Linked DNA regions of Ovis aries: region 2 is linked to region 1. Evidence: chromatin contacts called from public Hi-C data. All regions are on one chromosome and are shown on one strand. The core of a region is the stretch at or near the end of the contact, and the rest is flanking DNA. Distances in the headings are between cores, read along the strand shown. Region 1 overlaps ADARB1 (adenosine deaminase RNA specific B1). Region 2 overlaps COL18A1 (collagen type XVIII alpha 1 chain).

Evidence for each region. A called contact is a pair of places that touch in the nucleus more often than the background predicts.
Region 2: a contact with region 1 is called in a Hi-C map of liver, with 11 times the contacts expected there. The contact joins two enhancer-like sites. A contact is called at or near these places in 9 of 16 Hi-C or Micro-C datasets (blood, hypothalamus, liver and 3 more).

The regions. Positions count from the first base shown.
Region 1 is chr1:265,702,467-265,709,618 of ARS-UI_Ramb_v3.0, reverse strand. The region is part of intron 4 of ADARB1 (adenosine deaminase RNA specific B1); the gene reads right to left. Among named protein-coding and RNA genes, the nearest start is that of ADARB1, 52 kb to the right of the region's middle. Within about 2 kb of position 3,203, at least 2 of the 54 cell types and tissues checked have an H3K27ac peak or open chromatin away from gene starts, as enhancers often do. A contact at or near this core is called in liver, where this site is marked.
Region 2 is chr1:265,956,152-265,963,303 of ARS-UI_Ramb_v3.0, reverse strand. The region is part of intron 3 of COL18A1 (collagen type XVIII alpha 1 chain); the gene reads right to left. Among named protein-coding and RNA genes, the nearest start is that of COL18A1, 30 kb to the right of the region's middle. Within about 2 kb of position 3,358, at least 2 of the 54 cell types and tissues checked have an H3K27ac peak or open chromatin away from gene starts, as enhancers often do. A contact at or near this core is called in liver, where this site is marked.

The DNA of each region.
Region 1 (7,152 bases), core at 1,954-4,453:
CCCGATGGGAAGAGTTGACTCTTTGGAAAAGACCCTGATATTGGCAAAGATTGGTGGCAGGAGAAGGGGGTGATAGATGAGATGGTTGAATGGCATCACTGACTCAGTGGACATGAGTTTGAGCAAGACAGTGCTCAAGATCCGGGAGACAGTGGAGGACAGAGCCTGGCGTGCTGCCATTAATGGGGTTGCAAAGGGTTGGACACAACTGAGCAACTGAACAAAGTCTCCTATAGCAAGGAAGTAGCCACAGATGGTGGTAGGCAGATGGCTCAAATGTTCCAGGGATGACAGAGGTGATCCACAAGTGGCCATGGCGGCCCATGGATGAGTGTCCGCAGCAGAGGCCATCTCAAACCCAAGAGGCCTGGGCTATGCAGGGAGGGCTCAGACATGTAGCTAAAGATGAAAGGAAAGTCTGAAATAAACACTGCCATCAAGTCTGAACATAAATTTGAAGCTAAACTGAATACACAATTGATAGTCATGATTGGATAGGTATTTCTTTCTCTATTGTATTTTTTAAAATTTATTTATTTTTTAATTGAAGGATAACTGCTTTACAGAATTTTGTTGTTTTCTCTCAAACATCAACATGAATAAGTCATAGGTATACACATATGTATGTTTTTCTTTAAACATTACTTTTTGAAGCATACTTTAAAATGCTTTAGCTATTACTGATTATTAATAACAAATTAGAACATAAACTTTTTGAAATACAAAGTAAATCTGGCTAGTTCTTCAAAGAAGACAGAGTGACTTTGCTCAATCTAGAGTAGAAAACCCCGGCCTAGTTGATCTATTTATAAATGATTCCAAGGTTGTCGTTTTTTAACTGGGTATGTGTAGATGAAAGAGCTGATGTGAACGTATATATGTACAAGGAAGGTTCAGTTCAGTTCAGTTGCTCAGCTGTGTCTGACTCTTTGTGATCCATGGACTACAGCATGCCAGGCTTCCCTGTCCATCACCAACTCCCAGAGCTTGCTCAAACTCATGTCCATTGAGTTGGTGATACCATCCAACCACCTTATCCTCTGTAGTCCCCTTCTCCTCCTGCCTTCAGTCTTGCCCAGCATCAGGGTCTTTTCCAGTGAGTCAGTTCTTCGCATCAAGTGGCCAAAGTACTGGAGCTTCAGCTTCACCATCAGTCCTTCCAAAGAATATTCAGGATTGATTTCCTTTAGGATAGATTGGTTTGATCTCCACACAGTCCAAGGAACTCTCAACAGTCTTCAACACCACAGGACAAAAGGATCAATTCTTTGGCACTCAGCTTTCTTTATGGTCCAACTCTTACATCCATACATAACTACTGGAAAAACCAGAGCTTTGACTAGACGGACCTTTGCTGGCGAAGTCTCTGCTTTTTAATATGCTGCCTAGGTTGGTCACAGCTCTTCTTCCAAGGAGCAAGTATCCTTTAATTTCACAGCTGCAGTCACCATCTGCAGTGATTCTGGAGCCCAAGAAAAGAAAGTCTGTCACAATGAAGGTACCAGAGGACAAAAGTGACCAGATTTGACTAAAAACTTCAGCAAGACTGAAGGGGAAGAAACCACTTGAAAAGATATCAGAGGCGTGAAAGCTGGACCGCAGGTGGCACCTGAGGCATGCAATTCATGAGCCTGAGGAACAGGCACACGGGCTGCAAGAGGGGAAACATCTCAGGGTGTGACGAGCCGAATCTGCCACCAAATGGATGCCATGTGCAAGGAGACGGCAATAAAAGGCAACAACGAAAACCCACATCTTTGTCACTGAAATCCGCGACTAGAGAGCGCCAGTGGAGTCGAGACCAAAGCAGTCTGGTTACTGAGGCAATGCAGCTGGGCTGGAGGGCAGCGACAGGGTGTCAGCCAGTCTAAGAGGGGGTGACCCATCTCAGGTCCCTCAAGCTGATCACCTACAAAGGTGGGAGCCTAGGAGACCCTGAGCTCCAGGGTGGGGCAGCCCGCAGGCCTCACCCTACCTGCAGATCTGTATCCCCAAATTGCCAGGAGGCCCTCAGGAGACGTGAGTGTCATCTTGGACGGACGTTCACAGGGAGGTGTGGGAACAGGTCCCTTACTCACTCTGGCCCACAGGGATCTCTTCTGGCTGGAATGTGCCTTCATCCCCAAAGTCTAGCACCCTGGGATCTCATAGGCAGAATCTGAGCCATGACTTGGAGGCCCTGGATTACACCATGGACCCCGGCTACCGCCTGGCCAGCCCCGACCCCCCTCCCCCTCCCCCTGGTGCCCACTGCTGCAAGGTCAGCCTCAGCAGAGCAAGAGAGGGTGGGAACAGGACAACAGAGTGGGCGTGGCTTCAACACAGCCGTAGGGCTGCAAGACGCAGGTTTATGGAAGAGGAATTTTAAACCTTAAGCAGTCACATTATTTCTTCACTTTAGGAAGTGACAACTCTTCACTAAAGATCAAACACACACATACAAATTTTGGTTAGTCTTATTAAAATCAGCAATCTGTTACCACACATTTAGAACTTGAGAGTACAGACTGGGATTTTTTTTTCTTTTGCATTTTTTCTTAATTATTGCCTATGTGAAATATTAAGCTAAAACAGTAGAACTAAAGAATTATGTTACACATAAATAAGCAAAGCAATACTTTTTTAAAAGATGAGAACAAATCATGCAACTGTGCTTTCCAAGTCTGTAACACAGACTCAATTCATTAGCATGCTGCTGCTAAGTTGCTTCAGTAGTGTCCAACTCTGTGAGACCCCATAGATGGCAGCCCACCAGGCTCCCCCGTCCCTGGGATTCTCCAGGCAAGAACACTGGAGTGGGTTGCCATTTCCTTCTCCAATGCATGAAAGTGAAAAGTGAAAGTGAAGTCGCTCAGTCATGTCCGACTCCTAGCGACCCCATGGACTGCAGCCTTCCAGGCCCCTCCGTCCATGGGATTTTCCAGGCAAGAGTACTGGAGTGGGTTGCCATTGCCTTCTCTGATTTATTAGTATAGTTAAACATAAATTATTTGATAAAATTTATAAATCAGGTCATTCAGTAAACTAAACTAGCCATAAGTATTCCATGCCATTGTCTCCTGGCTCCTTTAAAACGGTTAAACCAAAGCCAGTGAACTGAAACTTTCCTGCACTTTTCCACAGGAAGTTGGTATCTGGGTTCAGGCTGTGAAACAGGCTTTTCTCGTTATCGCAGCACAACCCTACAGCGCCGCCTACTGTCTGAAGGCGTCCACCTGGGGCTCTGGGCACGCTGGACAGTGTGGTCGGCCCTCTCCACTGCTCCGTCCTGGCGCTCTGTCCGTCGCAGGCGATGACACAGAACACCACCAACAGACAAGGCCACTCTGCGATGAGGGTGGATGGGGACATCTGAGCGGGCCAGAGGGCGCCTCTGGGAGGAAGGAGACGCGGCGGTGCTGTGCTACGTGCACACTGTCGGCACACAATTAACTGCTCACAGAAAAGTGATTTTTATTGCATGTCAACTATATCTCAATAAAGTCAGCTTTTTAAAAAATCCCAGAAAAAAAACCCACAAATTATATGAGAAAGTCATTGTTCAATTTGAAACAAAAGGTATGTAGATTTCAAGAAGAAGGAATGACTGGATTCCAAACACAGAATGAATCAGTTGGAAAAGACTGGAAAGCCCGGTCTCCCTCATCAGGACAGCAGAGGACAGTGCCACCAGCTCTTGCTGCTGGTGGTGACATATCTCGCGAGGAGACCGGGCTGGGAAGCCGGCAAACAGCCGCAAGCTCAGAGCTGTGTCAGGGAGGCCAAGGTCCAAACTCGGGCTGTAGCCACTTCTCACAGCCCGCTCCACCACCCCAGACGATGCAAGAATGCAGGAAGAAGAGGCTAACACTGAACAAAAAAGGCACGACCCAATGATAAGGCTAGTTAAAGTGCCCTCCATGCCCCCACCCCGACAGCTGCAGCCCGCTTGGGCCCACCAGGCTGCTGGGATCCTCTCCTGTCCCCAATCCCCTGCTCCATGCCCACCTCCCTGTACCATCTGCTTAGAAAATATACAATGTTCAGGACTCCCCACCTCCATGAAGCCTGCAGCCCCTGCCTGGAGAGGTCGCCCGCCTCTGCCCCCACTCTCGTCACAGCAGCAGCAGACACCCCGTCATCACTTGCTTCCTGCCCACCCCCAGCCACGTCCATCCTCCAGGGCCTGCCTATACAGCACTGCACAGGCCTGAGTGCCACCAGGAACCAAGAGACCCACCCTGTCCACTAAGCAGCTCTGGGCTTGGTTCTTCCAGAATGGGGCCCATGGAGCTCTTGGCAATGCTGCCAGTTGCCACCTGACAAACTCCAGGGAGTGACGAGAGACCACATGGAATGTCCCAGTTCATGTCCAAAAGGTGGACCACAAACCCAGCAGCGGTCCACAGCATCCTGGGCACAGCCAAGCGTGCATTAATAAGATGATCAGGAAACATCAATCTTCTAGAATTCTCCATGTGCACAGGAGGGGCAGGGGGTCTCATAGGTTCAGCCTTTCAAATTTTAGAGTGGTAACTACGTAACAAACCCGTCCACAGGAGGGCGATGATAGTATTTCTAAAAATCCCTCCATGAGGACACAGGGAAGAACACCAGATTTTCCTGCATCTACAATGATCAAGCCACAGAGGCTGGGACGGTTGGCTGGCATCACTGACTCAATGGACATGAATCTGATTAAACTCCAGGAGATACTGGAGGACAGAGGAAACTGGTGAGCTGTAGTCCATGAGGTCACAAAGACTTGGACACAACTTAGCGACTAAACAAGATAAATGAACCTCTTCATTTTTCTTTTACACGTCAGTCTTAAGTGTCTGATTCTATTATCTAGTATTGAGTCTAGTATTGACTAGAGCTCAAAACAGCTAGAAGAAAATCACCAGTTAATCTCCAAGAACAACAGATGCAACGGCACAGGACACCGCAAAGGCAACTGCATTTTTATTTGCCGAGTCGTACTTCTGAGGTTGCACTGGGCTTGGGGCTCAGTTGTGTCTGACTCTTGGCAACCCCATGGACTGTAGCCCGCCAGACTCCTCTGTCCACGGGATTCTCCAGGCAAGAAAACTGGACTGGGTTGCCATGCCATCCTCCAGGGGAATCTTCCCAACCCAGGGATCAAACCCAGGTCTCCCGCGTTGCAGGCAGATTCTTTACTGTCTGAGCCCCCAGGGAAGCCCACTCATGAGGTTAACTGTGCACTATTTTGCCTGCAGCCACCCTCAGCCAGGGATATGCAGAGAAGGCACATGGGGGCCCCTCCTGGGTCCTTGCTGGGAGGCTGCCCCCTGGGAGAGGTCCCACCCCTGGCCTGCAGGTCCCCCTCACAGCCAGCGCTGCCTGGTGGCAACCATGACTGCCCTCTGCTTCCAGCAGCATCAGGAGGCCACCCTGGTCCCAAGGGCCTCAGTTAGTGCCTGCCCACAGGTGTAAGGCACATATCTGCTGGATAAATGACAGACGGGGTCCAGAGTGCAACAGAGATCTTCCCTGAACACTGCTGCAGGTGCTAAGAAGCTTCACTGGGACATTCCCTGCCATCTGAGCCCCTACCTGAGGCCTTGGAGCTGAGAAAGAAGGAGCGTTCGGGGCCCAGGACGTTGAAGGGGGCACCCCCAGTTATGCAAGATCAGCCAGGAGAGCATGAACCCAGTGCCTGGTCCGCACCATCACCCACCATGAGGGGTGGGGAGGAGGCCGGAGCTGGACCGTGGTCGGGGGCGACAGCCTGGGCAGAGTCCTCCCAGCAGGTGAGCTCCAGGTATGCGGAGAAGATGGAGTTCTTCCCTCCCCTCAGCTCCAGGCCCTGGTCCACTCACCCCAGCCTCACTCCACCCCCAGGCCCCTCAGAAGTCCATCTGTAGCTCCCTCCATGCACCTGACCACCTAGCAGGCCCCCATCCTTCCCAGCCTGTCTGATGGGCAGTGAGGTGCAGAAGCAGGCCATTAGTTCCAGAATGGCCTCCTGGCTCTGCTGATGAGCCCGTAAGGTCTCCCCGTGAGTACGCTCACAGCGCCTCTAACTGTCTATCCTGCACCGAGTGCCGAGACCACAGCCGCGGTGACACCCTCAGGGCTTCCTTGGGCACCGGGAGTGCCAGGCAGCAGGAACAGGGAGGGGGTGAGCAAGAGAGGGTTCCCCAGGAACCAGCCTCTCCACTCTGGCTTCAAGTCCACGTATGCAGACTCAGTCAAGGGCTGCTGCCAGGGTCTCAGTCTCTAGGCTGCACATATCTTGGGACAGGCCCCAGAAGAAGAACGCCAGGCCCACCTGGGGCCCAGGTGCCCACCTTGGGGATGGTTCTGGGAGGATCCCCAGGCGGCTCTCAGGCTGGTGCTGGCCCAACCTCCAGACATGCTGGGTTTCGCTGCCCGTGGGCACTGCTTCATATGTTCACTGGCCACCCCTGTTTCATATCTGGCGCCAAACCTGTGCAAGCTTTCCTGCCCTTTTTGTGTCCACTGTCTTGTCCATACTGGCTTGTAGGGGCCCGTATGCATTGTGTGCTCTAGAGACCACGCAGGCCTCTGCCCGTCTGGTACACACCGATCAGATACACATCCTATGAGGCACACACCGATGGCAGATACACACCGATGGCAGATACACACCTCAACCAGGCACAGGCGCAGTAAGTTCCCCAATCAATGGGTGTTGGCAGCACACTTCATTCCACACCTTGCTTCTCCCTCCCCCATGATGGTGGCAGAGCTGCAGACATGATGGGCCTACTGCCACAGGAGGCATGGGGAAGGGATGTGCAGATATGATAAAGGTCCCGAATCAGCCGGCTGAGTTAGTGTAAAGCGGACTTCCCTAGGTGGGCTCACCCAATTAGGGTGGAGGAAAGAAATCCATATGGGAGGCAGCAGAAGAGGCTCCCTCCCCTTCCCGTGTCCAGGGGTTGGGGCCAAAGGCCTGCATCCTGCAACCACAAGTAACTCGGTGGGCTGGGTAGGGCCCCTGGGCCTCTAAACTCTGGACCAGGTGAGAGCGGGAGCAAGGAATCCGGCCCTGACCCTGAGACGGCTGGAGGACATTTGCTGCGGTTTGTTTCACAGTGACAAGAAGTTAGTCCACGGGCATCCTGACCACCGATGCTTCCAAGGACAAAACTGGGTTCATGCTCCGCACTGAGCCGGCGGGTG
Region 2 (7,152 bases), core at 2,109-4,608, 250 kb before region 1:
GCATGCCTGTACAGGGCACGCCCCGAAGCCGGAATCTAAAGATGAGGAAGCAGCTGGACAACTCAGACAGGGTGTCACAGGACAGTGGCCAGACTGTCCAGAAACATCCGTGTCAGGAAAGCGAGGTGGGAGGGACCATCCAGGGTGAGAGAGTGAGGAGCCACGGCCACCAAGGGCCACGTGGCGCCTCGATGTGCCCAGGCCCCCGAGCAGAGACAGGAGCCAGCTTCATAAAGGATGTCACTGGGACCTGGAGGGCCCTGTGAGTACGGCCTGCTCGTCAGAGAACAGGCGGACAGGTGTGATGCCCCCGCTGCAGGAGACACACTCGGGAAGGCCAGGCAACAGGTTGGGATGTGGCGCTCACAGCAACGAAATGAGCGTGTGCACCTGCACGGGGGTGTGAGTGTGGACACACACGTGGACGCGTGTGAGTGGTGTGTGTGGCCCTGCAAGACACATGGACAGGCCTGGGGAAGAAGGGGAACCATGGTGAAGGGCGCACGTGAGCAGACTCCGCACAGTCCTTCTGATTTTTCTGCAGGTTTGCAACGTTCCCACAAGAGAAGTTCACAGGGAGAGCAGAGCTCACCTCCTGTGTCCACCTGGAGCACTCTCTCCACTGCCTGTCTCTGGAAATGCATCTGGCTCAGCAGAGGGGGGTCAGACCTGCTTTCCAGGCACATCCCACCCCTGCGGCCACACGTGGGAGTTACCCTGCCAAGCCTTCAAACCCCTCTAGCAGGTTGCCTACCAGCTGGAAGCAGTTCTCAGCTTCCCTAAGCACCCAGCAGGCGACACCACCACCAATTTCCCTTAATTGACATCATTTATGTTCAGTTTCCAGGTAACCCTAGTGGTAAGAGAATCTACCTGCAATCCAGGAGACATGGGTTCAATCCCTGGGTTGGAAGATGCCCTGGAGGAGGAAACGGCAGCCCACTCCAGTATTCTTACCCTTACAATCCCATGGACAGAGGAGCCTGGTGGCTTCAGTCCATGGGGTCACACAGAGTCGGACAGGACTTAGTACATTCACTTCAGTCAAAAGGAGGAACAATGAAGTGTCCCCAACTGCCGATGGTCACACTGGCGGTCCATCCACACAGCGGAGTGTGGTTCAGTCATGAAAAGAAGGAGGGCCTGACACACACCGCAACACAGATGATGCTTGAACACATGACATCCAGTGAAAAGCCACACACAAAGGTCACATAAAGACTCCACTTACATGAAATAGAGTAGGGAAATCTATAGACCCTGATGCTGAGAAAGATTGAGGGCAGAAGAAGGGGATGACAGAGGATGAGATGGTTGGATGGCATCCCTGACTCGATGGACCTGAGTTTGAGCAAACTCCGGGAGATGGTGAAGGACAGGCAAGCCTGGTGTGCTGCAGTCCATGGGGTTGCAAAGAGTCGGACACGATTTAGAGACTAAACAACCACATAGAAGGTAAACCAGTAGATTAGTGGTTGGTTAGGGCTGGGGTGACAGCTAAAAGGTTTCTTTTTTTTTTTTTTACTGAAATATAGTTGATGTGCGATATTCTGTAAGTTCCAGGCGTACAATATAGTGATTCACAACTCTGAAAGGTTAGGCTTCATTCGTGGTTATTATAAACCCCATGTTGCTTATTTTATACCTAATAGCGCGTAACTTAACCCCAGCCCCTATCTGGCCCTTTCCCTCTCCCCACTGGTGGCCACTGGCTTGTTCCCTGAATCTTCCCTCTCCCCACTGGTGACCACTGGCTTGTTCTCTGAATCTGTGATCCTGCTGCTTTTCCGTCATTTTCATTGGCTGCATCTTTTAGATTCCACATATATGTGCTATGCTTCCCTCGCGGCTCAGACGGTAAAGCATATGCCTGTTACGCAGGACACCAGGGTTCAGTCCCTGGGCTGGGAAGATCTCCTGGAGAAGGGCATGGCAAGACACTCCAGTATTCTTGCCTGGAGAATCTTATGGACAGAGGAGCCTGGCGGGCTACAGTCCAGGGGGTCACAAACAGTCGGACACGACCAACACTTTCACTATATGTGGTAATCGCACGATACAATGGTATTTTAGTGGTATAAGTCTTTTTCTGTCTGACGTATTTCACTCGGCATAATGCCCTCCAAGTCTATCCATGATGTTTTAAGTGGCAAAATCAAGGCTTGTTTTTGAAAAGATAGAAATGTTCTGAAGTTACGAACATCTTTGAACTAAAACCTTCTGAATCATACCCTTTAAGTCAGTGAATTTATGACATGTGAATTATGGCTCAGCAGAGCTGTTTAAAAAAAGAGTGAAGGGAGCCTGTCACAGTTGTCAAACCACACAACCCTGACACTATTTAATTTGCATTTATTTGATGGTTCCTGAGATTGATGTTTTGAATACAGTCAATGAAAATATTTCTCTCCTTTATAAATTCCTGTGCACTTTTACTCATTTTTAAGAGAGTATTTAATCTTAAAAAAAAAAAAACAGTCAATGGTTGTCTTTGCTACTAATGATGTTTTTCAAGCTTACCACAAGCCTCTTTCACAAAACCCAGGTTCCTACTTTTAATGAGTTCCATCTGTGCCTGGGGGGGGGCCTCTCTGGGCCTGGGTGCCTGGCAGGTCCACAGAGCTGCCAGTTCTTAGTTCCGCCAGCTCAAGGCTGAAATTCACGCCTGTGCTTCGTTCTGCACAAGGCACGTCGACCAACATCACAGCCATCCTGCATCTCGTCAGGAGCCCTGGGAAGGGGGTGGGCCGACCCCAGAGGGGACAGGGGACAAGGACTCTCCGGCTCAGGGCCCAATGTGTACCCATGTCCCTGTGCCCCTGTGCTCCACCTCAGAGGACATTGTCCTTCATTCAACAAACACTCCTTGAGCTCCTCCTATGGGCCCAACCTGCTCTGGGCGCTGGAGACGTGTCAGCCTCGGGCAGGAAGAATCAACCACAGAGAGGACACGAACCAACTGGACAGCAAGGGGTGCACGGGGTGAGTGCCCAGACAGGATGTGGGGCAGAGGGAGGGCACCTGGCGGGGATGGAGAACCCAGCAGCGTCCCCCACACTCGGACACCAAGTCCTGTGCAGTGACCTGGCCTCCCCTGTGGAAGGATCAGATAGCTGCTCGGCCACCCGGGTGGGACAAGCAGGTCCTGCGCCAGTGGGGAGGATGGTCCCCTTTCCTGGAGTCTTAAGGTCAACCAAGCCAGTGTCACCACGAGACCTGGGTCCTTTGGCAGTTGTGGATGCCTTCAGTGTCTGCGGTTCCAGGGTCACGTCCATGACACCCACGACAGGGCACCAGGGGTCTAGTGTTTCAAATAAAGGCCCTTGACCCAGGAAGTTAATATTTGACTAGTATTTCCACCGAAGGTCACATTGCTGCACCATCCTTCGGCGACAGGGACAGCAGGGAGTTCTGAGCAAGGACTTGTCGCCATCCCACCCCAACAGGCACAGGGCAGCCTCAGCTCCTTGCCATGACCTTCTAGAACCCATGAGAACATGCTGGGGGACAGGAGGCCTTGGAACTGAGAGCTGGGCTCCCATGGGTGGGGGCCACAGCGGGGGTGAGGGGCAGAGAGAACGCAGAGGACCAGCAGGGACCTTAAAGCGGCAAGCTGCCTGATTAGTTTTTAAGGGCCTGACGGTTGCTCATTAACTGGATTTTTCACGGCCGACTGGAGGGCAGGCTCTCGTGGCCAGGTTCCCACGGCGGGGGGATGCGCCAGGGAGCAGCCGCCAGCTCGGTCAGCCCCTATCTGTGACCGCTCCGGTCAGGGTCAGGCCGCGCTCTGGGACGTGCAGCCCGGCCGGTCAAGGCCGGAGCCCCCTACCCCAGTGCCTACAGCCGCCCTTGTAACTTCATGTCCACAGGCACCTCCTGGATGGCAAGCCCCTCGCCCCTTTCTCAGAGCCAAGCCCTCGGGGAGGAAGAGAAGCAGAGTGCAGGAGGTGGGGGGTGGCGGAGCAGCTGTCTGCCACTGGAGGGTGTGCCGTGAACATGACCTTATTAGGAAGAGGTTATGCATGTGAAATTAAGGATCTCAAGACAAACTGGGTCCCAGATCAACAAGGAGGGTCCTCAACAAGAGACACGGCACAGGGAGCAGCCCGTGGAGATGGACGGGAGTGAGAGAGACGACCACCAGCCAGGACGCCCGGAGTCCTGGGAGCTGGATAAGCCAGGAGGGCCCTCCCGAACCCCAGAGGCAGCGCCACCCCTGCCCTCAGACTTCCGGCTCAGAGAGAAGAGATTTTGGTTGTTTTAGGCCCCACAGTATGTGGTCATTTTCAAAGGCTGCCCCATGAGACCCCCAGGGTCACCAAGGACAGGTGGGAGCAGTGAGGGAGGGCAGGGGCCGGCAGCAAGCCCACCCAGAATCAGGGCTTTCCCTGCGGCCAGGGCTGCAGCCTGTGACCTGCCCGCCCGCCCCCGGGGCTGGGCTCGCGTCTGTGGTAGAGGCAGCCCCTGGCCAGGCCCACTGGGTCCCGACCATCCACACAAAGCTGAAACCCACAGGGCAGAGGGAAGGCTGGGGGTCGGCACCACCTGCCCCCACCTTCACCTAGTTAACCCTTGGCCAGGAGGGGACAAGGACAAATCTGGTCACAGCTGTCCATGCAGGCTGCCCAGCACCTGACCAAGCTCAAGGTGCTATAGTCACCCCTCCCAGGAGGCAGCCTCCAGTCATCACCCACCCACGTCACAGGAACGACCTCACCTATGGGGACGTCGGCCAGCCCGGGGTCAGGATGATGGGGTTGGGAAGCAGAGAGTGTGTGAGCCCATCAGGCTCCAGGTCCTGCCAGGGAGGGCTCCACGCAGACAGGACCCGGAGAGAGAGGTCAGCCCTAGTCCAGAGCGGGGACCCCACCCAGTGCCTTGCACAGGCCACCAACTTGGAGTTCCGCTCCACAGGCTGAGGTCAGAAGGGGATGTCACAGCCCCTGACCCCACAGCATCTGCTGGGAGAGTGCAGTCAAGTGCCCCAGAGTCCAGCAAGCCAGAACTTAAGTTGATGCTAGAACAGTCACGAAACAGCTGGTTTGGGTCCTGCTTCCTGCCCTTTCAGGGCCGGGGGGACACAGGCGAGTGAAGGACCAGGTCGGGCCATAGCTCTCAAGGCAGGTGTCCAGACACCTCGTCCACCTGGCTCCAACTTTTCCTTCTGGCTAAATTCACAGCTGGAGCCATAAATCCCTTCTCAGACTCATTCCTACCGACCGCCCCTCAAACCACCCCTGCACAGGCTCTGTGCAGATGAGTTGCCCCCCAAGCCCTGAGCCATGCTTCCCCCACAAGCCCAGAACTGTCCCAAGTGGCAGTAACTGCTGGAAGATCACCCTGCCCTGTAAATAGGCTTGTGCATAGAAGACATCTGGGTCTGTGAGCACAGGGCTGTCATGTGGGGCACCAGCCGCCAGAGGGAGCCACGGACCCAAGGATGGGAGACAGTAGTGGTGGACCCAGAAAGTTCACCTTGGGGGATCATTATAAAGAATAAATGTGTTGCATGTGTTGTGATGGACACAGGTCCAGAAAGCATCCACTCCCATCCACAGCCCTAACTTATCACCCCTCGACCGACGCTCAGTGACTGAACGTTGGGGTTCCCCAGGCCGGCCGGCACACCAGCCCGCCCAGAGAACTGGGTCCCTGTGGCTGCTCTCACGCTGCTAAACTTATGCCTGCCAGGAAGCACGTCCCCAAAATGAGGTCACAGGCTCAGAGACAAGCCCCCAGAATTTAGGTAACGGTGAGGGTCAAGTCGGGATCCACTGCCGGCCCTGCGTGGGGTGTAGGCAGGAGGTGAAGTATCTTCACGTGGGAGGACATGTGAGGCCAGAGGGAGGGGCAGGCAGAGTTGCACACCCCCACCCCCACCAGACACACACATGCCGCTCCCCAAACCTGTAACATGGTAGGGAACTCGGATGCAGGCTGCTGGTCAGCTGACTTTAAAAAAGAGACGACCCTGGCTTATCCGGACAGGCCCACTGTGCTCCCAAGGGCCCTTACGTGGGGAAGAGCCACAAACCAGAGAGACGGTGTCACGAGAAGGACTGAACTGGGGCCCAGAGAGAGAGTCAAAGGAGATGCTGGAAAGAGGATTCTCCCAGGGGCCCCTGGAAGGACCAGCCCTGCCCACACCAGTCCAGAGAGAACCATGTCAGACTTCTGACTTCCACGACGCAGAGAAAATACCTCTGTGTTACTCTATGGCAGGCACCCTGTGGTCACTGGTCACAGGGGCCCCTGGACCTCCCTCCACTCTGCATCTCCTGAGGGGCCCACACCTGTGGCCCTGGCACTGCATCTTCACGTTTAGGGGCCCCTTCCTCCATCCGGCCCAGCACGTTCATGTTTGGGGGTGCAAGCGCCTTTTGTTATGGGGCGCTGGCATCCTCCCGACCCAGCTCTGCAAACACCTCTCTGGTTTGTCCACCCATCTCTGGTTCGCCCATCCATCTCTGGTTCGCCCCTCCATCTCTCGCTCTTGGCTGAGGGGCCTTTTCAGCCCCCTGACTGTGAGACCACCAACGTGTCCTGAATGACAGCCTGATGTTTGCGGTTTCACTCCAGGACCTTCAGATCATTGCTTCTCAAACCACCAGCCACGACCCGCTTTCCCCGACCAGTCGTGGCCAACACTTTGTAACACAGAGTGAAAATGTCCCAGTGGTGCTCCACACGGGGACTGTCGCTTTCTGTGCTTGGTGCCCTGTCCCCAAGCCGCCCAGGAGCCCTGGGCCACCACGAGCGGGGCATCTGAGCCACCTTCTTCTGGCTGCATGGACAGACATGCCCCGCCGGCCAGCAAGCAAACCGCCACTTCCAGAGAACGACCACGGAGGAGCTGGCAGGGCCATGCAGGGCCGAGTGCAGGGGCCTCGGTCAGGCTGAAGGCCACAGCCTTCCTCCCCTTCCTGGGGAAGAGCTGCCTCCAAAGCAGCCCCACAGGAGAGCAGAGCCCTGGGCTGCGGCTGGCGGGGCTGTGGAGGGTTGGAGCAGAGAAAGGAGGGGTCGGCCAAAAGGGCAGGATGGGCAGTCGGTGCGGCCAACCCCACAGCAGCGGCACCCCATGAGCCAGCTCCCGGAGCTCCTACCCAAGGCACGTGTGCGTAGGTGACACAAGCCCCACCTCCAGAACGTGGG